3 separate regions of the Sus scrofa genome follow, and all the other regions are linked to region 1. The links are chromatin contacts, called in public Hi-C and HiChIP or PLAC-seq maps. All regions are on one chromosome and are shown on one strand. Each heading gives the region's core, a stretch centred on a gene start, on an enhancer-like site or on the middle of the called end of the contact. The rest is flanking DNA. Distances are from core to core; before and after follow the strand shown. Region 1 holds the start of ABCA1 (ATP-binding cassette, sub-family A (ABC1), member 1). Region 2 overlaps ABCA1 (ATP-binding cassette, sub-family A (ABC1), member 1). Region 3 overlaps LOC110256014 (a long non-coding RNA gene).

The links. A called contact is a pair of places that touch in the nucleus more often than the background predicts. HiChIP or PLAC-seq counts read pairs in DNA pulled down with a chosen protein or histone mark.
Region 2: a Hi-C map of liver shows a contact between it and region 1, with 7 times the contacts expected there. The contact joins the enhancer-like site here to the promoter of ABCA1 in region 1. A contact is called at or near these places in 1 of 5 promoter capture datasets (liver), 3 of 47 Hi-C or Micro-C datasets (all in liver) and 2 of 2 datasets of contacts at active chromatin or transcription factors (alveolar macrophages and skeletal muscle).
Region 3: a contact with region 1 is called in an H3K27ac HiChIP or PLAC-seq map of alveolar macrophages. The contact joins the enhancer-like site here to the promoter of ABCA1 in region 1. A contact is called at or near these places in 1 of 5 promoter capture datasets (liver), 11 of 47 Hi-C or Micro-C datasets (alveolar macrophages, brain, embryonic fibroblasts and 4 more) and 2 of 2 datasets of contacts at active chromatin or transcription factors (alveolar macrophages and skeletal muscle).

What each region holds. Positions count from the first base shown.
Region 1 is chr1:246,276,392-246,281,268 of Sscrofa11.1, forward strand. It overlaps ABCA1 (ATP-binding cassette, sub-family A (ABC1), member 1), which reads right to left and starts at 2,101. Exons shown (of 51, transcript NM_001317080.1): 1 at 1,822-2,101.
Region 2 is chr1:246,172,626-246,177,502 of Sscrofa11.1, forward strand. It overlaps ABCA1 (ATP-binding cassette, sub-family A (ABC1), member 1), which reads right to left. Exons shown (of 51, transcript NM_001317080.1): 29 at 3,978-4,126; 30 at 2,226-2,350; 31 at 398-496. Among named protein-coding and RNA genes, the nearest start is that of ABCA1, 100 kb to the right of the region's middle. Within about 2 kb of position 2,471, at least 8 of the 83 cell types and tissues checked have an H3K27ac peak or open chromatin away from gene starts, as enhancers often do. A contact at or near this core is called in liver and skeletal muscle, where this site is marked.
Region 3 is chr1:246,345,001-246,349,877 of Sscrofa11.1, forward strand. It overlaps LOC110256014 (a long non-coding RNA gene), which reads left to right. Exons shown (of 3, transcript XR_002337123.1): 3 at 1,901-2,462. Among named protein-coding and RNA genes, the nearest start is that of ABCA1, 69 kb to the left of the region's middle. Within about 2 kb of position 2,396, at least 71 of the 83 cell types and tissues checked have an H3K27ac peak or open chromatin away from gene starts, as enhancers often do. A contact at or near this core is called in alveolar macrophages, brain, embryonic fibroblasts and 3 more, where this site is marked.

The DNA.
Region 1 (4,877 bases), core at 851-3,350:
GAAGAGAGTCTACTCTGGAAGCTTCCCTATGCTTTCATACTTTCTTTGGGAGCGGTGGGAGAAGTGCCTCAAGAGAAAGATATGAACAACAAACAGTGGCCACTAATTTTGCGGTAGGCATGAGGAAATTGGGCCAAAATTAAAGGGGAGATGAGAAATTAAGTACTTTTTTAAAATTAGGATTTAAGTTTTGTCTGAAAAGAAGATCAAAACTTAAAATTGAGTCCCAAACTACTGTTAAAAGAACCAGTAAAACTCTGTTTTTGAACCTGGAAGATTTGGTGAGGTGTTTGTGGGGAGGTGGGGATTAGGCTTAGAAAGTGACTTACTGATTTTCATCACCAAGGAATTTTTTTTTTATCAATTTTGTCTTCTATTATATGAATGTATATATACCACTCACTCACTCTAAGTGTCACTAAAAAGTCTGTTTTTAAAAGCTAATGGTACCGATGTTGCAAAAGACAAGGGCCCATTATTTCTAGCGTCACTTTTCTTTCTTTTTCCTTATTTCTCTTTCGCAGTCTCTCCCTTTTTCTTTCTCCTTCTCTGTCTCTATTGTTTTTTATTTTGTTTACTCTCTTCTTTCTGATAAGTACTGAAAAAAAGGCACCTACACACAACCCTGGCACTGACCCACGCCCCTAGAACCTTTGGTTTAGCAACACTCAGGGAGTAGGAAACCATTCTAAGAAAACAACCAGATGAGCTTTCGCCTCATCCCCCAGGTTTCCTCCCAGTCTGCAACCATCAGCCTTTACCGGATCTCAGTCGGAGCCCGACAATGCCTCCTAGAGCCCGGCTCCACTCCAGCCAACCGGCCCATTCCCAGGCGACTCGGCCAGGAGGCGCTGTGGGTCAGTCCCCCCATGGCCACTGGCAGCCGGCGCCCAGCCCTCCCTGCCCCCACCGCGAAGCCCAGCCGGCCGCCACGCTCCGAGTTCTGCACCGCCCTCCGGGGTTACTCTCGGTCATTCTGCTTCACCATCTCGCCCCAGCTTCCCCATCCTTGCCCAGTCTGAAGCTGCCCCCCAGCAGACAAGCAGCAAAGGGCAGGAAGATGGGGGGGTGGGCAGGGGAATGGACACCTCAGCTCCCGGTTTCCACAGGCCCTCCTCTCTTAAGCCTAAGGTTTTTAAAAGAAACGAAACTCGTCTCCGGCTGCGCCAGGGATTCCAGCTCCAGAGAGCGTGCAGAGACCGTTGGCAGACCCCCAGGTTAAACAAAGCCCCCGAAGCCTCAAAGGAACAATAGCGCTACGAACCCGGTTTGGGACACCTCCCAGACGCGTTCTTGCGGGCAAAGAAAGCTCAGCTCCAGTCTCGGGGTGCACGGGACCGACTCCCAGGTCAAAGCCCAACTCAGACCAGCTCCTTAAGAACTAAGGGCGGACAATTGTCCTGATGTGCGCCGTCCGACCAGCAGCAGAAGAGGTTTCCAGCCGGCTCAGGCGCTTCCGAACAAAGGGAAGAGCTCGGTGCCAGACCTGCCACTCTCCCGACTCCGAGCGCAGCACCCCCAGCAACACCGGAAGCCCCCGATTCCACTGCCCCTTAAGTACTGCGCCCTGGTCTCCGCGCTCAGAGATGCTCCTTCCGCTCCACCGCCCGGCGAGTTCTGAGCGTAGCGGCGCCGTGTCTTGGGGTCGCCACAGCTCATCCTAGGACGCCTTCCCCCACTTACGCTGCCCCCGCCCCATTTGCCCTGCAGGAGGTGGGAATGTGGGGGTTCGGACTAAAGTCTCCGAAACCCAGAGCTTCGCAAATTCCCCTCGGCCCCGAAACAAAACAGTAACGCCCGAGTTGCTGAAGAGCGTCTTACCTGTTTTCCACTTTTGTGTTTGCGTCTCTTGCCCCTGCCCCTTGAAAAATCCTTCCCGAGAAGTGTGGGAAGAGGAGCAAAGTGCCTGGAGAAATTGGCTGTGGCGGCGCTGGTAGCGCGGAGACCCCTGTCCAGCCCACCTTCGCCAGGGGAGAGAGGTGTCCTCAAGGCCCCGGCTGCACTCACTCTTCCTCGGAATTACCCGGGTTTTGCCGCGACTAGTTCCTTTTATAGATTCGGCGGCGCTGAGCACAGGGGTTACTATCGGTCAAAGCCTGTTCTCTCCCTCCTTCCCCGCCCGTTTTCCCGGCCTCTGTTTATGTAGTTCAGTCACTCAGTAGAAAGCACGTGGAGCTGCGCCCCGCCCCTTAAATGGGCGACAACCGCCTCTCACGCCCACTGGGGGCGGAGGGCGCAGGTGGTGGTGCAGCCCGCCTTGCCCCGGCATGGGTCTGAACCTCTCGCCCCTGCTGGGCTCGTCTGCCCAGGACCAGAGGGAAAATCGGGGAAGGGGGCTGCGCCCGCTAGAGACTCTCCTGCACGTTCAGGGCAGCCAGAAGCACTAGTAGAAATCGCTTCCTCTAATCTCGTGCTTTCAGCAGTTTTTGTTCCTTTGTTAACTTTTTCAGTCTGAAGGACCTGGGGGAGGTGGGGAGGGGAACAGAACTCTAGGCCCAAACCCCTCAAGATGCTAACCCTTTAGTCTTCTCCTTTCAAATGCCCAGGATGTGGGACAAAGCGGTCCCCTGGACGATTGGCTGGGTGTGTTTTCCACCACCAACCCTGGCTTTGGAATTCAATTCAGTATTACTTTTAGGATTCCCAGGGAGGACCCCTGAAAAGTGGTCTTGCTCCTTTTCTTTGCAAACTGGGAGGAGGAGGGAGGCCACAAAAACAAACAAAAACAAAGAATGTGGACCAACTCCCTTTTAATTTTCATCATATTGGTCAGCGGCTCAGTGACAGATGAATACATATGGCTTGTATTTTGGTTTCTACAAATTCTCAAAGTGCAGCTGGAGAATCACAGTCTTGTAAAATTACATAACCATTCCAGTTCACCAACTTCTTCTGGCATTGGCTTTGACAGGAGCAAGACGGCCCATACATTGGAGGAACAGAAGCAAGTGTACAAATGGAGGGCCATATACTTTAATTATTTAACTCATAAAACAAGCCAACAAACTGTAAAAATATCTTCTACCTTGACAAAGATACCTTTGGAGCAACCTGGAAGTATGGATTCCTCAGGCTGTAACTTGGGTTTGGCAAAAAATGGTGGAGTGGAAGAGCTGACCATCAGACCCCTTTCTCTTCCTGCCCCAGCTCCATCATATTCCAGAATAACCTCCAGCTATGTATGTGGACCCCAAGCTGCACAAGCCCCTCCACACTCAATCAAGGCCATGATTTGAACCCAGGTACACATGTCAGTGGTTTTGTTAACACTCAGGACGGATCCTTTGGGAAGGCCCTGGCAGACTCTGGAAACATACTTAGAGGCCTTAGGGTATGGAATTCTAGGGTCCCACCTATTCATAACTCTGGTGGCATGGCCCCTGGGTCCTGTGGACTGCCCACCCTTAGGAAAGGATGAGGTGCGAGGCTGGCCAGAGCCAAGCCTTTTGAGGCCCAGAGCCCAGAAGAGGAGTCCCTCTTGTCTAGGTCAAAGGACAGTCCTAGCCAAAAGACTGGGTTTGGGGTCAAATTGACTGTACCACCTGATCCACAACTTTCGGCCCCCATTTCTTCACCTATAAAATAGAATATATATTTATTTCCCTGCCTCACAAGGGTTTTCTGAAAGTGAATTTTGTTCAGCTGAGCTCCTGGGAAGAATGACTATAAACAAAGAAGGTGTTGGTAGCTGACTAACGAGGTCATTTTTAGGTATCAGCCATGGCCTATTAAAATTTTCCCATGCCATATCCAGATAAAACTTTCTTTGAAAAAGACACATGCACCCCCATGTTCATCACAGCACTATTCACAATAGCCAAGACATAGAAACAGCCTAAAAGTCTATGAACAGATGAATGGGTTAAGAAGATGTGGTACATATATGCAATAAAATACTACTCAGTCATAAAAAAGGACAAAATAATGCCATTCACAGCAACATGGATGGAACTAGAGACTCTCATACTAAGTGAAATAAGTCAGAAGGAGAAAGACCACATGATATCACTTATATCTGGAACCTAATATATGACACAAATGAACCTTGCCACAGAAAAGAAAATCATGGACATGGAGAACAGACATGGTTGCCAACGGGGTGGGAGGGAGGGAGTGGGAGGGACTGGGAATTTAGGGTTAATAGTTGCAAACTATTGCCTTTGGAATGGATAAGCAATGGGATCTGCTGTATAGCACTGGGAACTATGGTCACTTGTGATGGAGCATGATAACATGAGAAAAAAGAATGTATATATGTATATGTGACTGGTCTCCTAGCTGTGCAGTAGAAAATTGACATAACACCGTAAATCAGCTATAATGGAAAAAATAAAAATCATTATAAAAAATAAATAAAATTCACGGGGGGGGGTGATTTTTCCATGTCAAAATTTTAAAACTCCAGGCCTAGAAAAGAGTGCAGAGTAATCTCTCTGATTCTCTAGATATAAAGGGAAGCTCTGAGGAGGTGCTACCCTTCCAAGTGTGATTTGGGGGAGTGATAATGTTTCTCTGCCTCTCTATCCCCCACCCCACCCCACCCCACCCCACCACCCACCACCTATCACATTGCTTAAAATTCCACCACCAGAATCATTCTTTTTGGAACTGAAGGCTGTAGTTCCCAAGAGCACCCCTATTAATGTAATCCTTCAGATTGTTCTCCTGGGGAATGAGTGACCAGAAGTCTTGTACAAATGAGAAAAAGATAGGCTGTTGGAGAAAGGAGGTGAGACCAAGATGGAGCTGACAGCTCCAGAGGACAGCTATTGATTCTAAATATACAGGTCTATGGCCCCAAAGCCAAATGTGATCATTTTTAACTAAGAACAACCTGTGGTATCAGGAATCTGCTCACCTCTGAAATGAATACATGA
Region 2 (4,877 bases), core at 1,221-3,720, 100 kb before region 1:
AACTATGTCGTCTTTTCAGGGTGTTAGGGTGAAGAAGCTGATAAGCAGAACTGAAAATTATACATAATGGGAGCCCATCTCTGCACTTAAGTATAGGCATGCGGGGGAAGGGGTCAGTAAATACAAAGTGCTATTTAAATATTAATTTCTAAAGCAGTAAGAAAACAGCTATAGTGATTTGCCTGGCAGGATGCAGAAGACTCTCCTAGTCTATCATGTTCCTAGATGGTCTGATTAGATCATCACATTAACTTTTTTAAAATACAAAATGACTCAAAGGGCAACTGATAGCAGTCATAACGTGGCAAACAAGTGACAAATGCAGTGCAGAGATCACACAAGGTGACAAGCAGAGGAAGCCAGCCCCAGAGGGGCTCCCAGCTCAAGTGGCACTCACGGGATTGGGTTCCCTTCCATACACCGGGTCCCGAAGCCAGGCTTTCTGGTGAGGGCATTCAAGAGTTCCTGGGTGCCCACGTCCTCAGGTGCATCATTACTGTGGGCACATGAGAGGCAGCCAGCACAGCAATTCATTAAAACCATGAATTAGGGGGAGGAAAGGTTTATTTAAAAAAGAAAATTAAACATTTTATTAAGTACTTCCTGTATGCCAAGCTCTTAAGACGGAAATGAATAAAACACAGAACCACCTACAAGGAACTCAGCCTCTGGCCTGAGTGTATTTAGCATCAAGGCAACATACAGCACCCCAAAATGGAGCTTGTGTAAATAAGTTATACATACAGAAGCGGGTGCACACACGTGTACACACCCACCCACATATACACATTTATGTATATATTTTTTAACTTTTTATTTTTTTAATTATTTAGGGCTGCACATGTGGCTTATGGAAGTTCCCAGGCTAGGGGTGGAATCAGAGCTACGGCTGCCGCCTTCGCCAAAGCCACAGCATCTGCAACCTACACCACAGCTCACAGCAACACCAGATCCTTAATCTGGTGAAAGAGGCCAGGAATCAAACCTGTATCCTCATGGATACTAGTCGGGTTTGTTACTGCTGAGCCACAATGGGAACTCTCTACAAATATATATATATATATTTTAGTGTGAAGTACTTGGATTCCCTGAAGATCAGTATTTCAAAAGTGCTTTCACAATTATCCATTAGGCAGAAACAACCAGGATTTTCTAGGAAAGGGCAGATTTTATTGGCCAAATGTTTACACAGACAACTGGAAAACATAAGCCTGTGTTCCATAATCCTGGGCAACACAAGGTTGGGAAAGGAAAGAAGAACGTAAACCTGCACTAAATAGGAAGGAAGCATGGAATTTGAGAAAAAGAGACTATTCATATGTTTACTTTTTTCCTTTTTTTAGAGCTTCCCTTTGACATCATTGGCACATGTCTCCCATTGAAAGGTCTGTGAATACCATGGGACTGAGGAAAATTCCTGCAGTCCCATGTGTTTGTAGCCTTGGATTGTTATGCAGTAGCTGGTATTTTCCTCATCTAAAGAAAAACACTAGCTTCCACATGTAAGTGATAGCATTTGATGTTGGTGTCTCATTGTCTGACTGACTTCACTTAGCGTGATAACTTTTATGAACTTCTTTGCAGAATACTGACTCACAGACTTTGAAAAACTTATGGTTTCCAAAGTTGACAGTTGGCAGGGGTAGGGGGTGGGGAATGCACTGAGGTTGTGGGATGGAAATCCTATAAAACTGGATTGTGATGATCATTGTACAACTACAAATGTAATAAATTCATTGAGTAATAAAAAAAGAAAGAAAAAAATAAAAGTTTACATCTAAAAAAAAAAAGAAAAAAAGAAACACTAGCCATTATCTATAACTTAAAAAAGACTAAATAATAAATACATGGATTGCACCATGCAGAAAACAAGAACCTGGAGGTGTGATGCTTTGACAGTGTGTGGAAGCCCCATGTTAATAAAGACGCAGTTATGTAAACCCAAATATATTATAGCTCAATTATAGATTTTGCAAGGGCAGATTATTTACATAAAACACCTATGTTCCTGACAACAACATATAAAGAAGAAAGAGTTCAGATGCAGCAAGAGGGCTGGCCCATTAGTTCAGTTTTGTTCACGGCTATCCTTTGCATCTTATATGAGTTCATATGAGGGCTGTAGCCACAGCTGATAAATCCAGGCCCCTTCCCCTTGGCCTTCAGCATAGTAAACACCCTTCCTGAGCTCTCCTCCCACCTTGGCAGGGAAGGCCAACACACACCTGACAAATGTGTACTGTTCGTTGTACATCCAGGGCTGAAGTTCCAGGCTGGGGTACTTGCCAAAGGGTGGCACAATCAAGCTGAACACTAGGGCAATGCAGACAAACACAGCTGGCAGGATAATCTATAATCAGGGGTGGGGGGGAAGAGAAATTGCAGAAGGGCAAGGGTTAGAAAGAAGGCCATGGGCAAGGCCCTGGGAGTCCAGCCAGTCTCCCAGATCAGCCTGCACTCGGATGTGTACAGGTCTGGGCTCAGCTCCTCCAAGGCATTCTTGGCAGGTTGCAGGCCGAGACTGCAATCGAAACCTCTTCCCTCCAGGGCAATTCTGAAAGCTGACAACACAAGGCCAGAGTCTGTGGCCACCTGGCAGGGGCATCAAGCTGAGAACTTCACAGAGTGAACAGTGGTCACATGCCAGGGTGACTCAGAACACTGGGTCCCTCTTTTCCCTGAAAACCCTGAAAGCTCAGCTCAGCTCAGGGGAAAGCTGAGAGCACAAGCCTGGACCAAGAACCAGAAAACTTGCAGCTTCATTTTGTCTCTACTACAAGTACATCTATGTGAAGTCAGGTCCCCTCTGGCCTCAGTTTTCTCATTTGTAGTCTGCAGACAGACTGGATGACCCATTGAGATCTCATACTCTGATAAAACCACTTTACAGCACTACTCTATTGAATGAGAATAGCAGCCACCACCACTCCACCCCCTTAGCCTCAAAAAGCATAATTAACCCAAAGCCTTGTTAAACCATCTTAAACACCTGAACACCTGTTTTATCTGAAAACAATGACTTGTACATACTTTTAAGTAAACTCTTTTAGCTTCTTCCATTTATTTAGGAAGAAATTTAGCCCTAAAAAACTGATTCAAAGATGCCCCCGCTTCTAATGTTCTCCAGTTTCAATGCAGAAAATTAATTCCATGGGAAAATATTGAATGAGCATCCTCTCATTTAATTATCATTACAACCCTAAGTAGTAGCATCACTATGGCTAATCAGCAAACAAGGTAACTGAGGCTCAGAGACTTAAGTAACTTGCCCAAGGCCACAGAGCCAGTAACACAACCGCAACTCAAATCTAAGTCTGTATGCTCCAAACTCATATTCTTTGCATTCCCCACACTGTCTAGAGGGAAGAAACTCTGTAACCTCTTTCTTTACATTTCTTGATTTAGAGTGGAATAATTTCATCCCTTACCCAGCAAGTTCACATGCAAATATGCAGGCAAGAGTGGAAAGAGTCTTCTCTGTTTAGCACTTTTTTTTTTCTGACCTCTGGTTATCTTTTCTAACAGTTTGCAATTAAACATCAACTTGGAGAAAAATCAAGTTTCCAATAAGTCCATATGTCAAGTGCATCTAGGCATATCCTCTTTGAAGTTAGCAAAGTTTAATTCATCCAGCCAGTTTTTCTAAACTTTATCCTAGTTATGCTCTCCTTTATGATAAACCTAACACATGGTAATTACTAGTGTGAGGCCCATTCTAAGCACTTACTCATTTTAATTTTCATAACAATATGTCAAGTTATTATTATTATTCCCATTTTATAGATAAGGAGATCGAGGTTTAGAGAAGTAACCCGTCAAAAGATATGAGTGTACCAAGCAGAATCAGGATTGAAATACAGATGATCTGGCTCCAGCATCTATCTCATATTCATGATGATGTCTCTGCCTTCACTGGTCAGGGAGCCTACAGCCCATCCAGGGATCCTGCATCCTTGGCCTGGAACAGCACCTCTCACCTGAGCAAAAAATCCCTTCCGACTCCGCCTGGCAATCAGCAGCCTCTTCCACAAAAGGGCCACAAACTGCTGCTGAGTGAGTTTCCAGCCCTTCACTTGGTAGGAGCCCTTGCCGTCCATACCGCTGAGCAGGTCTGTTTCCCTGGATTCTGAAGAAAAGCCAACACTGAAGGTCACCTATTCTGTCAGGCATTTTTGACATCTCCATGCTCCTCCCTCCAGCATCTTCAGCAACCATCTCTGAGGCTTGCATTTGAATGGAAAGTAAAGGTGTAAGGGCCTTCATGACACATACACGTCTGAGAAAAAGTTCTGACCCCCAAAGTGTAACAGCAGCAGCCTCTGCCTTTGGGTTCTTGTCTGATGAATACAGAAAATGAAGACGCCCTGAGACAACTGAAGAGACATGTTCACACATAATGAATGGTGTTACAGAAGCCATTCAGATGGCGCAAGTCATCCTCGATTTCTTACACAATATTTTACAAAACAGACCATACATGCAGGCTGACACTCTTGAGAACCCATGATGGCACTTTGTCTCCCATCTATTCTATTTTTGGTAAAAGGTGGACACCTTTCAGTGCTCGAGGTACTGATGATGTATGAAGTTAGAGAGAACACCAGACTCACATATTCACGTGCACAGGGATGGGAGAGCCAGGGAGGTTTCTTTCCTAAAAATTTTACAGACATCCTTGGCTTTAATACAGGATTTTTTAACTGCAGTAGCTTGACATCTTGCCAATATTTGCTTGATTTCTTGCCTCCCCTTCCCATCCCAGTCAGCCACAGGGACACACTCATCCAAAATAGCCAAGTCCAAGGGTGCAATTAATGCTAAAAGCAAAATCACCCTGTTCTTTCAAAACCGACCATCCATTCAAACAAACATTTAAC
Region 3 (4,877 bases), core at 1,146-3,645, 69 kb after region 1:
TTGAAATTATCTTTTTTAAGGACCTCATTAAATTGTTGGCCAAAGATTACACTCATCCTTGCTCTGTGTTTATATACGAGTGGGAAACAGAGGATGGTTACTAAACATACATTATCTCAATAAGTTCTCCCAGCAATGCCTCAAGGCAGGGCTGATTCTCCCCCATTTTATAACTGGGAAACCAGAGGCTCAGAGAAGTTAAAGAATGTAGTGAAGATCATCCAGCTGGAAGGGAGAAGCAAAGTCAAGACTATGTAGGTCTGCCTTGGAATCCCTTGCTGTTATAACTATACCACACAGGTGTTTTGTTGTTGTTGTTTTTATCTTGGCTGCCCCTGCAGCATATGTTAAGTTCCCAGGCCAGTGTTCAAATCCCAGAGGGAGATGCAACCTACGTCCACCACAGCTACAGCAATACTAGATCCTTAACCCACTGGGCCGGGCCAGGGATCAAACCAGCATCTCCATAGAGACAAGCCACATCATTAACCCACTGCACCACAGCAGAAACTCCAATACCACACTGCTTCTTATACTGTATTTGGCCTTAGGAATGTGAAGTGTCCCAGGATGGTAGGAGAGGTCAGAGGTGCCAAATGCAACTCCTCCACAGGCCCTTCATCTTGGACAGCCCCTAGCTCCTGGCTGCCCTGTTACAGTAAGTGTCCACATCTTCATAGATGCTGCCCAGATCTGAGCTCCGCCTTCCAGCTGGGCTCTGATCATCACACAAGAGAACAGACCCCTCCATTCTTTTACCATGGATTTCTAGTCATGCAACCTGATGTCCCTGTGACTCCTTGAACCCACAGTCATTGCTGATTCATTCTGAGATTTTAACCAACATAAACCCCTAGAACAAAGGTCCTCCTGTGGAGTCAGTCCCAGGGTGAATTCTTGCTTCACCACTCCTCTCTTTTTTAGGCCCAGTTTCTTTAGCTGCTAGCAAAGAGACAGTAATATTATTTACCCTAAAAGGCTATTAAAAGAATTAAATGAATTCATGCATGCAAGATGCTAACACAGTAAATGGAACATAAATATCAGCTGTAACAATAGTAATAATAATAAATGTCTATACTCTCCCTCACATCCAGACAAATCTGGTCTTTCCATTTCTCCACACCCCACCTCCATGAGTGCCAAGTAAATACACACACACACACACACACACACACACACCCATTATTGGAAGGCACTCTCATAAAGAGAAGGCCTGGCCTTAGAAACCCTAGATTTCATTTTTATCACATGCTACTTGTGTGACCTTGGGCCAGATATTCAATCTCTTTTGGTTCAGTTTCTTCCTCAGAAAAATGGAAACAATTGTTTTGTACTCAACTCATTGTATCATTATAAGCATTACATAACATAGAAATATAAAGAAGCTCCATATTTATTAGCACCTCATTTCCATCCTCCTTATAAAGTATGTTAGTAATTTTTTTAACTAAGTGCAGGATTTTATACTAATCTGTTAAAATGTATGGACTCATTTAGGATTTATCAGATTAACATTTTTCTAAATGGTTTCTCTATGTTCAGCCTTCACATTTTTTCTCATGTGATATATTTATCTGCTCACGAGTTTTAAAAATCTATTCATGTTAAAATGAAAGCATAAGACCCCTATCCTTGCTAGTCAAAAATTTTCCTCTATTCCTTAAGAGAATAAACTGGCTGTACTACACACTGTGTTGGGGCAATGGCATAGTCAAAGAAATATAATTCGGAGTGGGTGCCCTCATGTCTATTAGGACAGTGGGGAAATGACCTATATACTTAACCTTAAATGCAATGTCTTGAGACAGTTATGCAATCTTTCAGAGAAACCTAAAAAACCTCAAATTGTCCAATCATGGAACAAACTTGTAACTCTGATGGTAATTCTCTTTAACAGCATTCCCTGCTGGCCATGCTGAGATGGAGGCGACATGACATTATAGAATTGAAAATCTCACGTTTAAAGGCCTGAAGGATCATCCAGACTAACCCCTACATCTTACAGATGAGGATATTGATCCTGGAGAGGGAAAGGGACTTATTCTAAATCACTGGGGTCGGTGGTACAGCCTGGAAGAACCCAAATCGGCCTTCTTTCGTGTAGGGTCGTTACTAGATTGCAGGAACCAGAGGAAGGAAGAGAGGGGAACAGCACACAGAAGGAGAGGGTTGTCTGCACACAAGTGGTTTTTCTCCCCCATTCTAGATCGTGTTCCCGGCCCCTAATTCGGTCAGATGTCAGAGAGGGAGGACCCCTAAAGGAGAGGAGATAACAAGGACCCCCGATAACAAGGGGTTTTGTGGTTGGGAACTGAAAACCTCGCCTGACAATTAGAAGCGTCTCTGCGACTGTGGTTTCTGAGAACGAGGAAACCTTCCCTCCCCCAGAGCCGCGCACGCCCCGCCCGGTGCCCTATAGTAACCCCGAGGAGGCCTCCGCTATCTTCAACGTAGCCAATGCGAAGTGAAAAAAAAAAAAAAAAAAAAAAAAAAAAACCCAGAATGTGCTTCTTTTCACGTCAAACCTGTCTTTAAGTCCGGGACCCTCCCTGGCATGAACAGGAACATTAACTTTGTGCCCATGGGGCTTTTCTGCGGGCGCGTGACCCATTCGGAAACCCGGGGCTCCTTTCCTAAGAGCCTTTCGGGTAAAAGGATATGCGGAGAGGGCAGAGCTGAATCCCGGCCAGTTGTGGAAAAAGGCGGAATGTGAAGACAACAGAGGGGCAGGGGGAAGACAAGCAAGGCGAAGTCTGAGGCGGAGGGATGAGCGGGGGTGACGGCTCAGGGGGCCTGGATCGCCCCACCGTCCTGAGACTGTGCCCAGCCCCGACAGACCCAGAAATTAGGGCACATCTGCGAAGCCCACACCCTTCATTTTAGAGGGGAACCAAAACCACCAAAAAATAAACGCTCTGGCCGCCCGGGAGCGGCGCGGAGCGAACTGCGCGCAAGCGCTCTGGGCTCCGAGTCTACCCTCGAGTTACCCCGCGCAGCTAGCCGGCAGAACTAGGTGAAAGGTAACTAGCAGGCGCCGCTCCGAGCGGTGGCTCAGGCACGCATGCGCGTGCGGGCGGGCAGGCAGGCTCGGGCCTTGACGGGTGGTTTTGTTCTTTGCAAGTTTCTCCAAGTCTGCACTTCGTGGAGCCTCGGGTGTGGCCGGAGGCGGGGCAGAAGGCCTCTAGGCTGGGGGCATCGAGCGGTCTGGGAAAACGCTGTCACATAGTCGTCAAGCAGGAATGAGGTCCCTGAGTGGTGCGGGGAGGGAACCACCGACTGAGTGCTGTTTTTATGCCTGACACGGTGCTGAGGGTGCCACTGCGTTCTTTTAAATCATGCTTTCCAACAGACAAGGTGTCCTTCTATGTAAAAAAGAGGAAACTTGAGGTGCAGCGAGTTTATGTAATTTGCCCAAGATCACCCAATCAGTAAAGGGCAGTTACCAGTTTCCACAAATGATTCCCTGATTTGAGGTGGGTTTTTTGGCCCTAGTGCTAATAACTGACAGGCTAGGGCATTTTACAAGGCCCCACTCATAGGCCTGCTTCCATCCTTATCTGAAACCTATAAAACTGTTACTGTTTCCCTTTTGCAGATGGGGAAACTGAGACTGAGGAAAGTTGTTCTGTGATCACACAGACCAGCAGAGCTATTTTGTGCCCCATTTTAAAGAAATAAAAAGCTCAAAGCCCAAGGTTAGGTTCCCCCATCCCCTGACCCACAGACCTAATGTGAGAGCTTCAAGGTCTATGGGATGAGTGACCCATGCATGAGGAAGGTAAAGATGTTCTCCTAACTGGAGGTTTCCAGAGTTCCCCTTGTGGCTCATAAGAAACCAACCAGACTAGTATCCATGAGGATGTGGGTTCCATACCTGGCCTTGCTCAGTGGGTTAAGGATCTGGTGTTGCCGTGAGCTGTGGTGTAGTTTGCAGAGGCAATTCAGATCCCAAGTGGCTGTGGCTGTGGCTGTGGCACAGGCTGGAAGCTGTAGCTCTGATTCAACCCCCAGCCTGGGAACCTTCATATGCCACTTTGGGGCAAAACATAAATGAATTAATAAATAAATAAATAAATAAATGGAGGTTTCCATTGATCGCAGGTTTCCATTAAAGAAGTAAAAAAGACCACCCCTTCTAGGAGATAGTTGTCTTGTTAGCTCATTGAGGGCAAGGACAGAGTACACTGCTTAGGGTTTGTTGATAAGGTGTTTAATGGTTGAATTTATAACCAATTGAACACATTTTCAACCCCAGACTAGCCCAGCGAGAAGCTGCAATTGTATCTGGCAGTAGACTAAGTGAATGCTTTCTTATGACTTTTCCCATATGAGGGATCTTGCATTCATTCAGCAGACATGCTTAGCACCCACACTACTATGCACACAGGTGGAAAACAGGATAGGAGCTTCAAAGGGCAGGAATGCCTTGCTTTCCTGAAAATTCCATTCTCAGTCCTACATATCTGGGAGTTGGCCCGCATCCATGTTTATAGAAACCATAGGGTTTCCTGTGAGGCAAAAAAGTGCATCTCCTAGGGAGGTGCATGGAACCAAATCACACTCCTCCTGGCTCCACCTGCCCCTCAGTGCCCCAGCTGTTCCTCAAAATCACAAAAGCAAAATCAGCTCTGCTCCCCTCCTGAAGAGGCCGGGGAAACACACACCTACCAAAAGGGAAGTGCACGGGGAGCAGAAAAGGCTGCAAGCCTGCCAGTCAGCCCCCTCCCAGCCTCATCTCTTTCCAAGACTCCCCTCCCTTGAGTGTCCAGTCAGGGACACTGCCTGGTGCTCCAAGTCGGTGTTGCTGCTGGAGCTGATAAAGACAGACCATGATTGGACTGTTTTTGCCCTAATGTAACCCTGCCTCACAGCCT